Linked DNA regions of Mus musculus: region 1 is linked to region 2. A link is a contact called in public promoter capture Hi-C data. All regions are on one chromosome and are shown on one strand. The core of a region is the stretch at or near the end of the contact, and the rest is flanking DNA. Distances in the headings are between cores, read along the strand shown.

Evidence for each region. Capture Hi-C pulls out chosen DNA fragments and counts their contacts.
Region 1: a contact with region 2 is called in a promoter capture Hi-C map of liver, with 2.7 times the contacts expected there. The contact joins the promoter of Fdps here to the promoter of Iqgap3 in region 2. A contact is called at or near these places in 3 of 39 promoter capture datasets (cranial neural crest and liver) and 1 of 9 other capture datasets (liver).

What each region holds. Positions count from the first base shown.
Region 1 is chr3:89,097,478-89,104,380 of GRCm38.p6, forward strand. It overlaps Fdps (farnesyl diphosphate synthetase), which reads right to left and starts at 4,490. Exons shown (of 10, transcript NM_134469.4): 1 at 4,385-4,490; 2 at 3,192-3,354; 3 at 1,823-1,963. The coding sequence starts at 3,332. It overlaps Gm22935 (a small nuclear RNA gene), which reads right to left and starts at 536; the gene lies at 433-536.
Region 2 is chr3:88,077,926-88,085,424 of GRCm38.p6, forward strand. Iqgap3 (IQ motif containing GTPase activating protein 3) reads left to right here and starts at 4,126. Exons shown (of 38, transcript NM_001033484.1): 1 at 4,126-4,167; 2 at 6,006-6,093. The coding sequence starts at 4,131. Ttc24 (tetratricopeptide repeat domain 24) reads right to left here and starts at 379. Exons shown (of 10, transcript NM_172526.3): 1 at 345-379.

The sequences.
Region 1 (6,903 bases), core at 3,240-5,739, 1.0 Mb after region 2:
GCGATGTAGTTAAGGGATAAGAGAGTGTTTATAATAGACAAGACCCTGAGCTTCATGAAAACTTTGGAAACCCCTCACCTACCCAGAAAAAAAAAAAGTCACAGTCATTCAAGAGCCAGGTCTGAAACAAGTTAGAGCCATGGGGTGGGGGCACATCCACTATCTTAGGGAAGCAGCTTTCACTTGGCTCCGGAAAATCATTTCTGTAAGTGAACATGTCAAAGATGTTTGTATGTGTGTGTTGTGTGCACATGTGTTACAGATGCATTCATGTGGAGGTCAGAGGTCAACATTGGATGCCTTCCTCATTTGGGGTGGGGGTGGGGTTCTCTGAGATGTCTTTCTCATTTTGTAAATTTTGTATATCATATTTTTGGTACCAATCTTTATGTATTTTCACACATTTGATAGAAATGAAAAGCTAGAAAGGAAAAAAAGAGAATGAACATTTCATCTCTTGTCATCCTTGCAAAGGGGCCATGCTAATCTTTTCTGCATTGTTCCAATTTCAGTTCACATGCTACCAAACCGAGCACTCTTCTATACGCACTGGTGTTGGTCTGCAAGTGTCTGCGAATCATGTGCATGCCTGGTGGCCGCCGAGGGCAGGGAGGGTATCAGATTCCCTCGGTCTGAAGTTACACACGGTTGTGAGGCATCATATGGGTACTAGCCATTGAACCCCGGTGCCTTTTAACTACTGACCCATCTCTCCAGCCTTTCTACCTTATCCTTTTGAGACAGGGTCTATCACTGAAACTGCATCAGACTGGCCAACAATTGTGCTCCAGGGACCTGTATCTCTCCCCACCCCAGGAAGGGTATTACAGATGCACACAGCTGTTATATGGATATTGAGGAACTGAACACAACTGAACACAAGTGTTACTGTCTGCCTGGCACTGACAGAGCCGCTGCTCTGAGTCCTGTGTGCATGTGTCTGTGTCACACGTGTTCACACGGGTGTCTGGACTGAGCACATACATGAGTCAGGTGTCCTCCACACTCTCCACCTCCTTTTTTGGAGACAAACCTTCTTTCACTGAGCCTGAGCCTGGCACTGACTGACTGGCTAACCTAGCTTGCCAGCAAGCTCTGGGGACCTGCCTGTCTCCGTGCCCAGCACTAGGTGGCCGTATGTATTACACACGTGTCCCAGCTACCACACAGATGTGTGCTTATCAGTGTAAGCATGAGCCCAGGGAGCAGAAGCCTAAGGAAGATGCAGGTGTCTCGCCTGTCACAGCAATGCGTTCCCTTCAAACAGGCTCTCACTGAGCCAGGCAGCCCAGCCAGCCTCCTGCCTCTACCTACCATGCAGATTGTGTTCACTGCCACAGCTGGATTGTCACACGGCCCTGGCATCCCAATTTGGCTCTTCTGCTCCGATAGCTAATGCGCTTACCGGCCAAGCTGGTAAAACTACTTCTTTCCTTTTCTTTTTTTTTTTTTTTTTTTTTTAAGTTTAGGAAGTTTAAGGTTTCTGTTATTTGAAACAAAAGTTTCTTGAGTAGCTCTGGCTGTCCTAGAACCTACTCTGTAAATCAGGCTAGCCTAGAACTCAAAAAGATCCACTTCCCTCTGCTCCCAGTGATGAGACCAAAGGCGTGGGCCGCCACCACCACCATCTGGTGAGATTTAAGGTTAATATTTCTGAAAATTCTCTGTGCCCACCTGTCAGTCCCTGAAGTGATTCACACTGCCTAAATGTGACTACAGCACACAAGAGACACAGAAACACCAACACAAGCAAGAAATAAGCTTAGTCTCCTCATCAAGGAACCCAACTGCAGGACCCTCTGCTCCTCTGGCCCGCTCTTACCAGTTCTACACACCAGCCCACTGTCAGGGCCCGCTGAAGACTCTCAGCATCCTGTTTCTTCGGCTCCACCAGCTCCTGGAAGGCTTGTACCACGGTCAAACCCCGGTTGTACTTGCCTCCTAAGGCATTGTACTCTAGGACCTGAGGCAGGATGAGAAGACATCAGGGTCCACACAGCAGGGACCTGAAGAGATTTTTTTCCCTTCTCCCTCTTTGAACCCCAACTCCCCCTTGGAGAGCCCCTGGATCACTCCCCTCTTCATTCCCTCTCCAACATCCTATGGGCTGTGGCACCCAAGTACCTGCTATATAACATACACCCAAGACTTCCCCCAAGTGGAGGACTGGGACACCTGCCAACAAGCCTGTGTTGAAGACAAGGGCCCTGGTGTGGAGGGATGACTGACACCTATCATCTCAGTACTCAGAAGATGGAAGCAGGCAGGCAGACTGCATGAGTCTGAGGCTAGCCTCAGATACATAATAGGTTCTAGCCAACCCTGGCTACGGAAAACAAACAAAAGAAAAAACGAGGCTTCTCCAAAGTTAGGCAAAAGAAGGCTTTGAAGGGACAGCAAGGTTCAGGGCTATTTCTGACCCCTCCAATGTCCTCCTCCTGGGGCCTTCTCAACTGTGCTTCCTGCTAACTAACTAAGGAGCTAGCTCTTTAATACCGACACAGCATAGACAAAGAAAACTCTCCTCTTAGTTTTTTTTCCTCAGAGATGAGACAACATTTATAAAGTAAGAACTCCCCAGGCTACAGAGATGGCTCAGCAATGAAAAGCACTGCCCCTCGGGAGGACCTGGGTTTGAGTCCCAGCATTCACATGGCAGCTCACAACCATCCTCACACATACATACACGCAGGCAAATCGTCAAATGTCCAAAAAGTGAAAATAAAAATGTCTGTCTTTAAAAGACTTCCCAATCCAGGCACGGTGGTACTGTCACTGACATAGCACACAGAAGGCTGAGGTGGGGTTTGTGTGTCTGAGGCCATGTGGGCTTAAAAAACATGAAACTCTGTCTTAAGAAAATAAACACTGGAAGGAAATAGGTAACTCCAGTAGAACAGTCTTTCTAACAATACAATAACTTCCCTCAGGCCTCAGTGCCAACAGCCTCATGGTATCTACTAAGATCCTATCATAGTTTCAGGGCATGAAATCAAACTTTACTAGGTCCAAGGCTACTCTCAAGCAAGGCTCTCTGGATGGTCAAAAGTCATGGAGCCAAACATCCCCGAGGAGGGCTGAAGTGCAGCAGAGACCCATCTACTCCAGAGACCCAGGTAGTCACTTCGCTCTTATCGAAACCCCTCATGAATCCACACCTCTACCAGCTTCTTCAGTCCTGAATGCCTCACCTCCTTGAGCCGGGCAATAGCATCCCCTATCTCTGGGTGTCCCAGCTCCTTCTCAGTCAGCACCTTGACGATCTGGGAGAAGTGCTGGATGAAATTCTGCTTTTCTTGGTTATAAGCATCCAATTTCTGGTTCCCATTCATTCTGACAGAGGAGCTAAATGCTCTGAGGGAAAAAAAAACACACACACAAACAAATGAGAGGGTGGCTCGGGTGCTTCCCTCCCCGAAGCCCCACACCCCAACCACACTCACCGAGGCTCCTCTGTCCACACTTGGCACCACCAGCGGGCACTGTGCCAGGCCCCCAGGACTGGACACCCATATGCCAGGGAGGGTCGTTGTAGGAAACCAAGCCACCTCTCCCGGGGTGCCCAGCAGGGGGCTGGCAGCAGGAAGACCCCCAGAGATCTCAGCCAGCAGGACAGGGGCATCCTGGGTGTGCATGGGGGTGGGGGCACCAAGCACTCCCTGCAGGAGCAAGCACCGAAGGCAGATGCTTGGTAGCAGTTACCTAAGGTATCCCCCAAGCCAAGCTTGTTACCTCCTGCATTAGAACGCCCCACCCCGCTTCTAAACTCAAGAATTACATAAAAAACACACAGGAAATGAAAAGTTTGTCGGAGTGACTGAGATCCAATAGATCTTCACTTAAACCGAAAATGGCTAAAACTGAACACTTTCTACTTCCAAGGTTGCGTTCACTACAATTCGGAACATTGTATTACGGGAATTACGGGATGCAAGGTCCTTAAGTCACAATGTTAATGGAGACACCGAACTGAGGTTCAGTGAATGTAAGAGAGCTGAGCTGACGAAGAGCCAAAGCTGGAACCCAGGAGTCCGGATGTAGGGGAAAGAGAGGGAAGCTCTTAGATAGTCCCAATGAGGGGACTGGAGCCGAAGGTGCTGTGCGCTTGTCATCTGTCCCGGCACTGGTGCTAACCGCAGCCGGCCTCCGAGCAACAGGTGGGCGTGGGAGGACTCACAAGAGTAAACTAAAGGCCTGGCGTACGGAAGACTTGAGGAAGACGCCAGCGTTTAGAAATTCACGAAGGCACAAGCAAACCGTTCATTCTGGCCCACCGACCCCAAGCCCCGTAACTCCAACACGGACTGGTCCTTTAGTGCCTCGGAGCTTCACCCGATCCGAGACACGGGTAAACCTCAGCTCCAGCCCCAACAATAGCTCTCACCTGTTCTTCAACGCGGATTCTCCCGGGGTCCAAGATGTTTGCGGCTTACACCTAAAAGCTGAGCGTGCATCCGCTCAGCACTCTGGGAGTTGTAGTTCCCAGTCTCCAGGCTCAGGAGGCAGAACATAAATATAAAACTACGACTCCCGGCATGCCACGGACTAGGCGGCAAGAAACTCAGACTTGTGTCTCAGGGTGGGTGTGGCCTAGTTCGCTGATTGGCTAAATTACCTCGTGTGAGCATGGGCCTTGTGACGGCTGGCCAATGAAAGGGTGGCGCGCGGACCATCAGCCCACTAGGCGGTCGGCGGTGTCGGTACACCCATACCGAAAGCCTGGGAAATTGGCTATCTAATTCCTAGCTATAGTTCTTCCAGTGCTTCTGGTTGACAGTGTTTCTAAGATCCCGGAATAACCAGCCTTGCAGCTTCCTATTTCCAACTCTAGCAAATCACTTCTTACATCTTTGATTCTAGTTAGGTGAAGTCGCTCATTTTTCCAGCCCTTAGAAGGGGTGAGGCAATAAGATCAAGAGTTAAAGCCATGGGGTGGGGCTGGAGGGAAAAAAAAAAAAAAGAGTTAAAACCAATATGGGTCGTGTAATGAGTTTTAGGCTACTTGGAAGACTATATGACTATATGAGAGAAAACAACACCTTTCCCCCAGGTACTTTGGCGCCCTTGAAGCAAAAAGGTAAAAACTCAAAGCAGATGTTAGAACTTTCGGCCTCACAGTTTGCCAGCCCACCACGTTGACTCCTTTTTACTCCACCCCAAACCCCATCGCGATCAGAAAAGAGACCTGAAACTACAAACCACCTCAGACATTAATGGACTTGTCCTTGAAGTATTAGAAATAAGTTTCATTGTCCCAAAGAAAGAGACCACTACCACTCCGGACTAAAAGGTTGAAGGGTCTAGACAAGATAAACTTTACACATTGGTTTATTCTGCAAGGTTTCTCCATGTAGCCCTGGCTGTCCTGGAACTCTCACTGTAGACCTGGCTAAACTTCAACTCACAGAGTGAGAAAATAGTAGATTGAACATGGCTCGCAGAGGGGACTAGACCATGCATAAGAGAAGGTAGGGAGCTTAAGGGAGGGCCAAAACAGCATAGCCGAGGTTATAAGAATGTGAAGTGAGGGAAGAGAAGCTCCTGAGATAGAGACGTTTAGGATAATGGGGGAGCTGAGAAGAGCCAGGAACATGTGATATACTGTGAGAGCCTGGATATACTGGGGGAGCCTGGAGGCCGGCATAATTTTTGTCCCTTCTGCTGCCCATGTAAGGGTAACCCCTTTGGTAAAGGGGAACCGGTTTCACAAGTTCCTAACGAATGCTAGTTTTGGTCAGAATTTGAGGAAATGGAGTTTTCTTTAGAGCTCCTTTGGACAGTAACAACATAAGAAACAGACAAGCCAGGGTAACAAAAATAGTCATGAAACAAACTCATGGTAATACCCAATTAACTGCCAGGATGCCAAGTCTGTGCAAGAAGAGAAGAGCTGTCAACCACTGGCTTTGCAAATGGAAAAGAATAAATTAAGATGGTTATCTCATACTGAGGGAAAAGGCAGTAGACTCCCTGATAGGCAGGCCGACGTGGGAAGGGCTGTGACTACTGAGTAATAGCGATGGTGGACTTCCAAGGTGACTGGCTCCTTCCTCACACTCCTGAGCAGAGGCAAACGTCTCTCAGGTTAGAACAAAGGCTTTGTGAACATTTTCTTCTGAAAGCATAGCCACTGTTGATTCAAGGCAGTTCATGACATATTTACACAACAGTTGTGAGCCAATTGGTCCTCCTGTCTGTTTTCTTTTTTTTTTTTTTTTTTTGGTTTTTCGAGACAGGGTTTCTCTGTGTAGCCCTGGCTGTCCTGGAACTCACTCTGTAGACCAGGCTGGCCTCAAACTCAGAAATCCGCCTGCCTCTGCCTCCCGAGGGCTGGGACTCCTGTGTGTTTTCAAACTAGCCTACCCTAAAATAGGGAAGGAAGATCACTCAAAGACTTTTAGGAGAAATTGACCATCTGATTCCTGAATCCTCCCTCTGCTTTGTGGAGAGTCTGTCTCTCTCTCTCTCTCTCTCTCTCTCTGTGTGTGTGTGTGTGTGTGTGTGTGTGTGTGTGTGTGTGTGTGTGTTTCCTCACCTATAATAAAAAACCTTTCTGTGACTGTGGATTCTGTCTGTTCCTGTTTGCTTTGTCTGGGACTTCCCCAGCTCTTACCTGCTACACTCCATAGCTTTTCTGCCTTTTAATTCTTTAGCTGGCAAAGAAAATAAACCCAAGGAAGACTGTAACTTCTTTTTCTTTTTCTTTTTTTCTTTCTTTTTTTCTTTTTTTTTTTTTTTTTTTGCACATTATTTTATTTTTGTCTACAGGAACCTAAAACTCAAAGCACCAGCAGGATCTCTGGTCACTCCTGTAGCTCCTTCTGGAAAACACCCACTGATTCCTTGCTAGAAGTTATTAAAGGCTTAAAAAACCTAAAGGTGGGGCTACTCCCTAGACAGTTA
Region 2 (7,499 bases), core at 2,876-5,375:
AACTGAAAAAAAAAAAAAAAGCCGAAAAACGACCCCCCCCTCAACCCCCACTTTTTCTCTTTTACAGAGAGGGGGCAAAAGGGTTTCTGCTTTTCAAAGATATTTTCTCTGGAGTTGGGGATTTGGCTTAGTGGTGGAGAAAAGGGAGAGAGGATGAGAGGGAGGAAGGGAGGGTGGGAGGGAGGAAGGGAGGGTGGGAGGGAAAACTAGAAAGAGTTGCTTCTGAAAACACATAAAATCCCGACTTCATAAGGCTCCCCACCTTGAGGCACTCCAGGCTGTCACCTTGAGGCTCCGGACTGTCCCCTGCACAGTCTTGGGGACCCCACTCCAGGACCTCTTACCTCTGTCTGTCCTGTTTTCTCCACAGTGGCCTTCTGGAATGGTTCTGCTGGCTTAGGTTACTTCCCAGCAGCCTTGAGCGCAGAACTGTGTTACCAGACACCTGGCACTCTCCTTTCCTCCCAGGTAATCCTTCGAGTGACAGCTGTGGTAACCTATCTTAGTGGAGGACCCTAATGGTGCTCAGACATAGTCACCTAAGACCTGTTTCCCTTCCTGCTTGGCTGCCCCATCCCTGCGGACACACCTTCCAGTTCCTTCAAATAATATATCAAACTACCATGAGACAGTCATCTGTTCTTTCCCATCCTCTCTTCTTTTTTTTTTTTTTTTAAGATTTATTTATTATATGTGAGTACACTGTAGCTGTCTTCAGACACCCCAGAAGAGAGTGTCAGATCTCATTACAGATGGTTGCAAGCCACCATGTGGTTGCTGGGATTTGAACTCGGGACCTTTGGAAGAGCAGTCAGTGCTCTTAACCACTGAGCCCCCATCCTCTCTTCTTAATTTAATTTAATTCTAAGGTAGGTTCTTGTGGTGATCTTCTTTCCTTCTTTCCTTCCTGAGTGCTGGGATCACAGATTGTGCCACCAAGCCCTGCTCCGTCTCTCCCTTTCAGAGAGAGACATGACAGACCAAAGAACTCCATCTGCTACAGGGGGTGACTACAAGCTTTTTTTTTTTTAAATTATTATTTATTTTATGTATATGAGTGCACTGTAAACTCTGTAAACTCCAGGTTCTGTTTGATGTGTTTAATGAGAGGACAGGAGGCCCCACAATCACCAGGAATCTCTAACTCACCAGCTCACCAACCCATGAACCTACCACCAGTGGCTGCAACTAAACGAAATTTGCCCCTTTCCCCATTTGCCTAGGAAAAAGCCTTTTTAAGTAGAAGGGCCATTGCCAGAAACAGACTCCTGAAGTAGATGCACTGACCATAGTTGCAACACAGGCGTTTGCGCAGGCCTGGCACCCAGGGCCATCTCTGAGCTCCAGACAGGCTGAAGCTTCTGCTCTGGCCTGGCTTTCAGAGGTGCTAGCACAGCCTGTCCAGGCCAAGTAGGCCACAGAGTGGTCCCATACTCAGTAGGCTTTCCTTGAGGAAAATAGGGGGCGGGGGTGGGAGGGCCTGAAAGTGTTCTCAGCCAAGGTCCTAAGGGGCTCTCTCCCAGATCCTCTGTCATTCTGAACCAGCATCCAGTTCCCTTCAGTGCCACACCCACCATGTCCTCGAATCTCCTTCCACATCACTGACAATACAAGCAGCACCAACAATCAACGTGGTCACGATTAACACATACATTTCAATGATAACTTTAAATGCCAGTGGAATCAACTCTTCAAAAGACACAGACTGACAAAAGCCAGGGGCTAGAGAGATGGCTCAGTGGTTAAGAGCACTGACTCCTCTTCCAGAGGTCCTGAGTTCAATTCTCTGCAGCCACATGGTAGCTCACAACCATCTGTAATGAGATCTGACACCCTCTTCTGGTGTGTCTGAAGACAGCTACAGTGTACTCTTATAAATAAAATAAATAAAATTTAAAAATAATCAAACAAAACTCCCCAAATCCATCTATCTGTTACTGCCAAGAAATGCATCTTAGCTGTAAAGATAGGCACTGCTAAAAGGGTGGACAAAGTACTCCATCAAACAGAACCAGGAAGAAGCAGGTATCAATATCCTAATAACTGACAAAACACCTCAAACTAAAACAAGTCAAAAGAGATAAGGGGGACACTTCATCCTAACCAAAGGGACAATTAACCAAAGAGATGTCACTATTCTAAACCCAGCTCTGCGGTGCCCAATTTCATTTTTAAAAGTCTACTACTGTATTTAAAGACAAATTATCTTCAATCCATTAATAGCTGATTTCAGTACCCTTCTTGTGTCATCTGGACAAAAAATAAACAGAAACACAATTCATTGACATCATACATCTAATGGACTTAACAGACATCTACAGAACATTCCACTCAGCCAGGCATGGAAACTTTTCTAAAGTAGACCATATCTGGGACACAAAACAGGTCTTTATATATTCAGGAAGATGGAAATAACTCCTTATATCCTATCAGAACACAATGCAATAAAACTTGAAATTGACACCAAAAATTTCTAGTCAATATGCAAACTCATGGAGATTTAACAACTCATCACTGGAGTTAATGAAGAAATCAATCAATCAATCAATCTCCCTGTAACTAAACCAAGGACACCTCTGGCACACATGGAAAGCAGCCCTACAGGGGGAATCTATAAGATGCCTGTATTAAAGGATCAGAAAGAATGGCTCCAGAAGTTAGAGAGACAAGAGGAGCTAAATAAAGAATCCAAGGCCAGATGGATTCACAGACGAATTCTACCAGACACTCAAAGAGGATCTATAGCCAGTCCTTCACTATTACAAAAAAGAAAAAAGAAAAAAAAAGAGCTTGCCTGTGAGAGATTATCTTGGCCATGTTAATTGATTAGGTAGACCCTTTTTAATTGTGGGTGGGGCCATTCCCTGGACAGGGGACCCTGGAGTATACAAAATGGAGAAAAGGAGCAATTTCATATATGTGTATAAAGTGTTGTCATATTTATTCCTCATATTGTGTCATTTGAAATATTTCTGTATAGAAGGAATATTATCTCTATAAATAATCTTCACATTGACTTTGTTAGTTGTGTAGGAAGTCTTTTGTTTGTTGTTTGTTTTTCAAGACCCTGTTTCTCTGTGTAGCCCTGACTGTCCTGAAACTTGCTCTGTGGACCAGAGTTGGCCTCAAACTCACAGAGATCTTCCTGCCTCTGCCTCCCCTAGTATTAAAAGAATGTGCCACTCCAGGAGAAGTTTTTTTTTTTTTTCTTTTAAAGATTTATTTATTTATTTATTTATTTATTATATGTAAGTACATTGTAGCTGCCTTCAGACACACCAGAAGAGGGCATCAGATCTCATTATGGATGGTTGTGAGCCACCATGTGGTTGGTGGCTCAGAAGAGCAGTCAGTGCTCTTAACTGCTGAGCCATCTCTCTTTTTTTTTAAAATGACTTATTTAGTTACTTTTATTTTATGTGCATTGGTGTTTTGCCTGCATGTATGTTTGTGTGAGGATGTCGGACCCCCTGAGGCTGTAGTTGGGACAGTTGTAAGCTATTATATGGATGCGGGGAATTGAACCCGAATTCTCTGGAAAAGCAGCCCGTGGTCTTAACCGCTGATCCATCTCTCCAGCCCCAACCCTTAGCTGGCGATTTCAACCAGACTCCATGGTGGCGGGACCTCCTTTCCCTTCCCACACCCTTTTAATTAATCTGTTTTTCTGTCCTGCTCAAGATCAGCTGAAGCCTTCACTAGGAAGGTCTCTGCCTCCACTGCAGTGGATCTTTCCCTCTGTGCGGCATAGACCTCCAAGCTTTTGACTGTGCTATCTGTTGTTGCTGTAACAGCACTAGTCTAGAACATGTATATCCCTGCATTTGTCATCTAGTTCAGAGTAAAACACCAAATAGCACACAGGGAGGCCCAGGAATTCTATAGGAAGTAGGACAGGTTAGTGAAAGGAAGGGCAGCTGCAAGGACTATTTGTTAAAAAGCCAGATGAGCAGCGGGGCCTTAGAGAAAGCAAATCAAGAAACTGACCTAAGCTAGCTCACGATCTCTAAGAGGAACTACAAAACCCAGGGTTCCCTGCGGCACGAACGGGAAGCGTCCCATCCCGGCGTGACCGCAGTGAGGGGTGGTGTCCCAGCGGCGGGAGATTCAAAACTGGCAGGAGAAGGAACATGGAGCCGTGCGCGGCAGGCCGAGCTCGGACAGCCTGTGAGTGCGGGAAGGATCTGAGGGTGGAGCGGGGTGCTGCTGGCGGGGCTTGGTTTTCGCGGGATTGGCTGCCCGGAGCACTGCTCCCCCGGGAATTCGCCGAAGTGTGCTCCAGGTAACTGAGCTGCAAACCCTTCAAAGGGCGCACTCCCTTTTTCCCAGTTTCTGGGGCTCCAGGGTGGAGGAGTCTAGATGATCTAAATGGCCCCTTAAAACTCAGCAGTTACTGTATTTGCCAAAAAGTGCCACGGGACGGGATTCCGCATTGAGACGCTGCCTCCCAAATGACTTGACGCCTGATCACCTGGACGCTTTTTTAAAATGCAGAACCCGGAGGGCCGGTTTGGCAGCGCACTCCAGTAATTCCAACAGTTGCAAAGTGGAGGCCGAAGGTCAAAAGTTCATGGTCATTGTTAGCTACATAGTATAGAGAGGACAGCCTGGGCTACCTGAAACATGGTAACTCGGGCTGAGAAAAACTCGGGTTGGTGGGGAGGGTGGAAAGGATTCCACCTGACCATCTGAATGAAAAACAATGTCCATCCACCTCATGAAGGAACGGAAGCTCCAGGAAACCTGTTTGTTTGTTTGTTTGTTTGTTTTTGAGACACTCTGGTATGTGGGCGTGTGTGCAGGCAGGAGGCTAGCGCCTCCCTTGCTCAAGGCCCCTCCCATTCCACCTCGCTGAGTTCCCAATTCATAACTCTGAGGTGATGTCACTCACTTACTGGTTTATTTTCCATGCTTCAACAACCAACTCTTGTTCCTTTGTAAACTCCCTCAGAGCAATCAGGGGATTTTTCTGCTGTTGGCCAGCACTTTCAAATCTGTATTTGGAAGCGTGTGTCTGTTGAACTGCCAATTCAAATAAGCCCAGCCCTTCCTGAAGTCATACTGCAGGATATCCAAGATGAGGAAATGGGATAAGGAATAAAAATGACTGGAGTGCCCAGTCAAAGACAGAGAGACCATGCTGTCTCTTGCGTATTCTCTGAGCTCGGTTGTTCGTTGCTCCTGTGCGCAGCTGTCCCGTGTTTATGTTTATAGTGTGTTCCCCATGAAAAACATAGAGAGGTAGTAAGACTGTGGCTAAGGCAAAATAGGAGTACTCCGTAGCCCAGAAAGGTCTGGCATGAATGAATGACTGCGCTAATGGTTGATGATGTCAGCCATGCTCCCAAGGATGACAGTGAAGGGGGTTCATGAGAAAGATGGGAAGATGACTGGCTGCATAGGAGACAAGGAAATGTCTCTGGTACAGAAGGCTGCAGGATGCTCCCTGATAATGGGTACACTGGGAAGAACTGGGGCACGGAGAGGGTTTCTGTGCTCTGAGGGGACTGCTGAGGGAATATGTTCAGAGCTGAGGTCCCTGTCTTGGTTTTTGGTTTTTTTATGATCCATTTTTATTTATTTTTTATTTTTTGGTTTTTCGAGACAGGGTTTCTCTGTGTAGTCCTGGAACTCACTCTGTAGACCAGGCTGGCCTCAAATTCTTGTCTCTGAAGATTTTTTTTTCTTTCTTTTTTTGTTGAGACAGGGTTTCACTGTATAGCCCTGGCTGTCCTGGAACTCACTCTGTAGACCAGGCTGGCCTTGAACTCAGAAATCCGCCTGCCTCTGCCTCCCGAGTGCTGGGATTATGGACATGCACCACCACTGCCCAAGATCCATTTTTATTTATGTGCACGTGTCTGTGTGAATATACACCTTGTGTGTATGGGTGCCCACAGAAGCCAGAAGTGGGCATTGGTAGTTGTGAGCTGCCCAGCCCAGCGTGGGTGCTGGGTTTCCTATCTAACGCTGCATTCCTTGCCTTGTCTCCCCTCACGATTTAGATGAGCGCCTCACAGCTGAGGAAATGGATGAGCAGAGGCGACAGAATGTCGCCTATCAGTACCTCTGCCGGCTGGAGGAAGCCAAGCGGTAAGCAGGGTCCACTTCTCCTACCTGATTCCAGTCACCTGTCCCCAGAGCAAATGCAAACAGACAAGGGGCTGTGCTGCTGGAAAGGGCAAGTTAAAATAGTTTTGTCTAGCCATGCATGAGACCACACCCCTGTAGTCTCAGTGCTTAGGAGGTAAGAGGATTAAAAAAAAAAAAAAATCAAGGTCAGCCCAAAGGAGGTGGCTCAGTAAAGTGCCACTACTGGGGAGGCAGAGGCAGGCAGATCTCTGAGTTCAAAGCCAGCCTGGTCTACAGAGGTCCCTGACAGCCAGGGCTACACAGAGAAACTCTGTCTCAGAAAGAAGAAAAAAAAAAAAAGCGAAAAAGAAAACAAAACAAAGTCTTGATTAGTTTCAGGCTCAATAGAAGACGCCATATTTTCCTTAGACAAGGTCTCTCACTGAACCTGGAGCTAGGCTGCTGGGGTCACCAGTACTTGTGGCTATGCCTGGGGTTTTATGTGGGTGCAGGGCTTTGAGCTCAGGCCCCCATGCCTGTGTGGCTAGCACTCTGACCTGTTGAGTCATTTTCCACTCCCTTTTTATTTCCTTAAAAAAATTTGTTTTTAAAATTTAACTTAATGTATATGATTGTTTTGCCTATATGTTTGTCTGTGTACCGTGTGCATGTCTGGTGCCCTTGGAGGCCAGAGGGGTTATCAGATCCACTGGAACTAGAGTTACAGATGCGTGAGCCGCCATTCAGATGCTGGAATCAGAATTGGAACCTTTTACCTCTGAGCCATCTCTCCAGCGCCACCCCCCCTTTTTTTTTCTTAGCCAATAGTCTCTGTTAATGTTTTCCAAAAAGAAGATAGGATGAAGCAGATAGGAAATCAGATGTCTAGCAAGGACAGCTCGAAATAAGATCTGCTTGGCTCCCTTTGGAAACATACTATCTGTAGACCTCAATATCTGGAGAGTCTGTTTAGGGAGTCACTGTGCCTGACTTGTATAACCTCCAGCAGTAAAATGCATTTATATTCAAAGTGTGCTCAGACTGATAGCTCCCTGATCCTGGCAGCTGCCCACTGAAGACCGGTGATGCTGGCCTCATTTCTACAGAATGCAGTGGAGTCTCAGAGGTGAACTGAGGAAATCATTTCATCAGACATGAGCTTTCTGTACCTAAGTTCTCAGAACCATAAACAATGAGAGAAATGGCAGAGCCCATTTGGTTTGAGTCAGGTGTGTAGCCAGACAAAGTGAGAGGTTACCTTACACATCAGGGTAAGAGTCTGGCTATACCTCCATGAAGTCAGGCTGTAGTGACAGTTTTAGAATTTTGGGTTTTTTGGTTTGGTCTTGTTTTTTTGAGACAGGATTTTTTTGGTGTAATCAACCCTGGCTGTCCTGGACTTGCTTTGTAGACCAGACTGGCCTGGA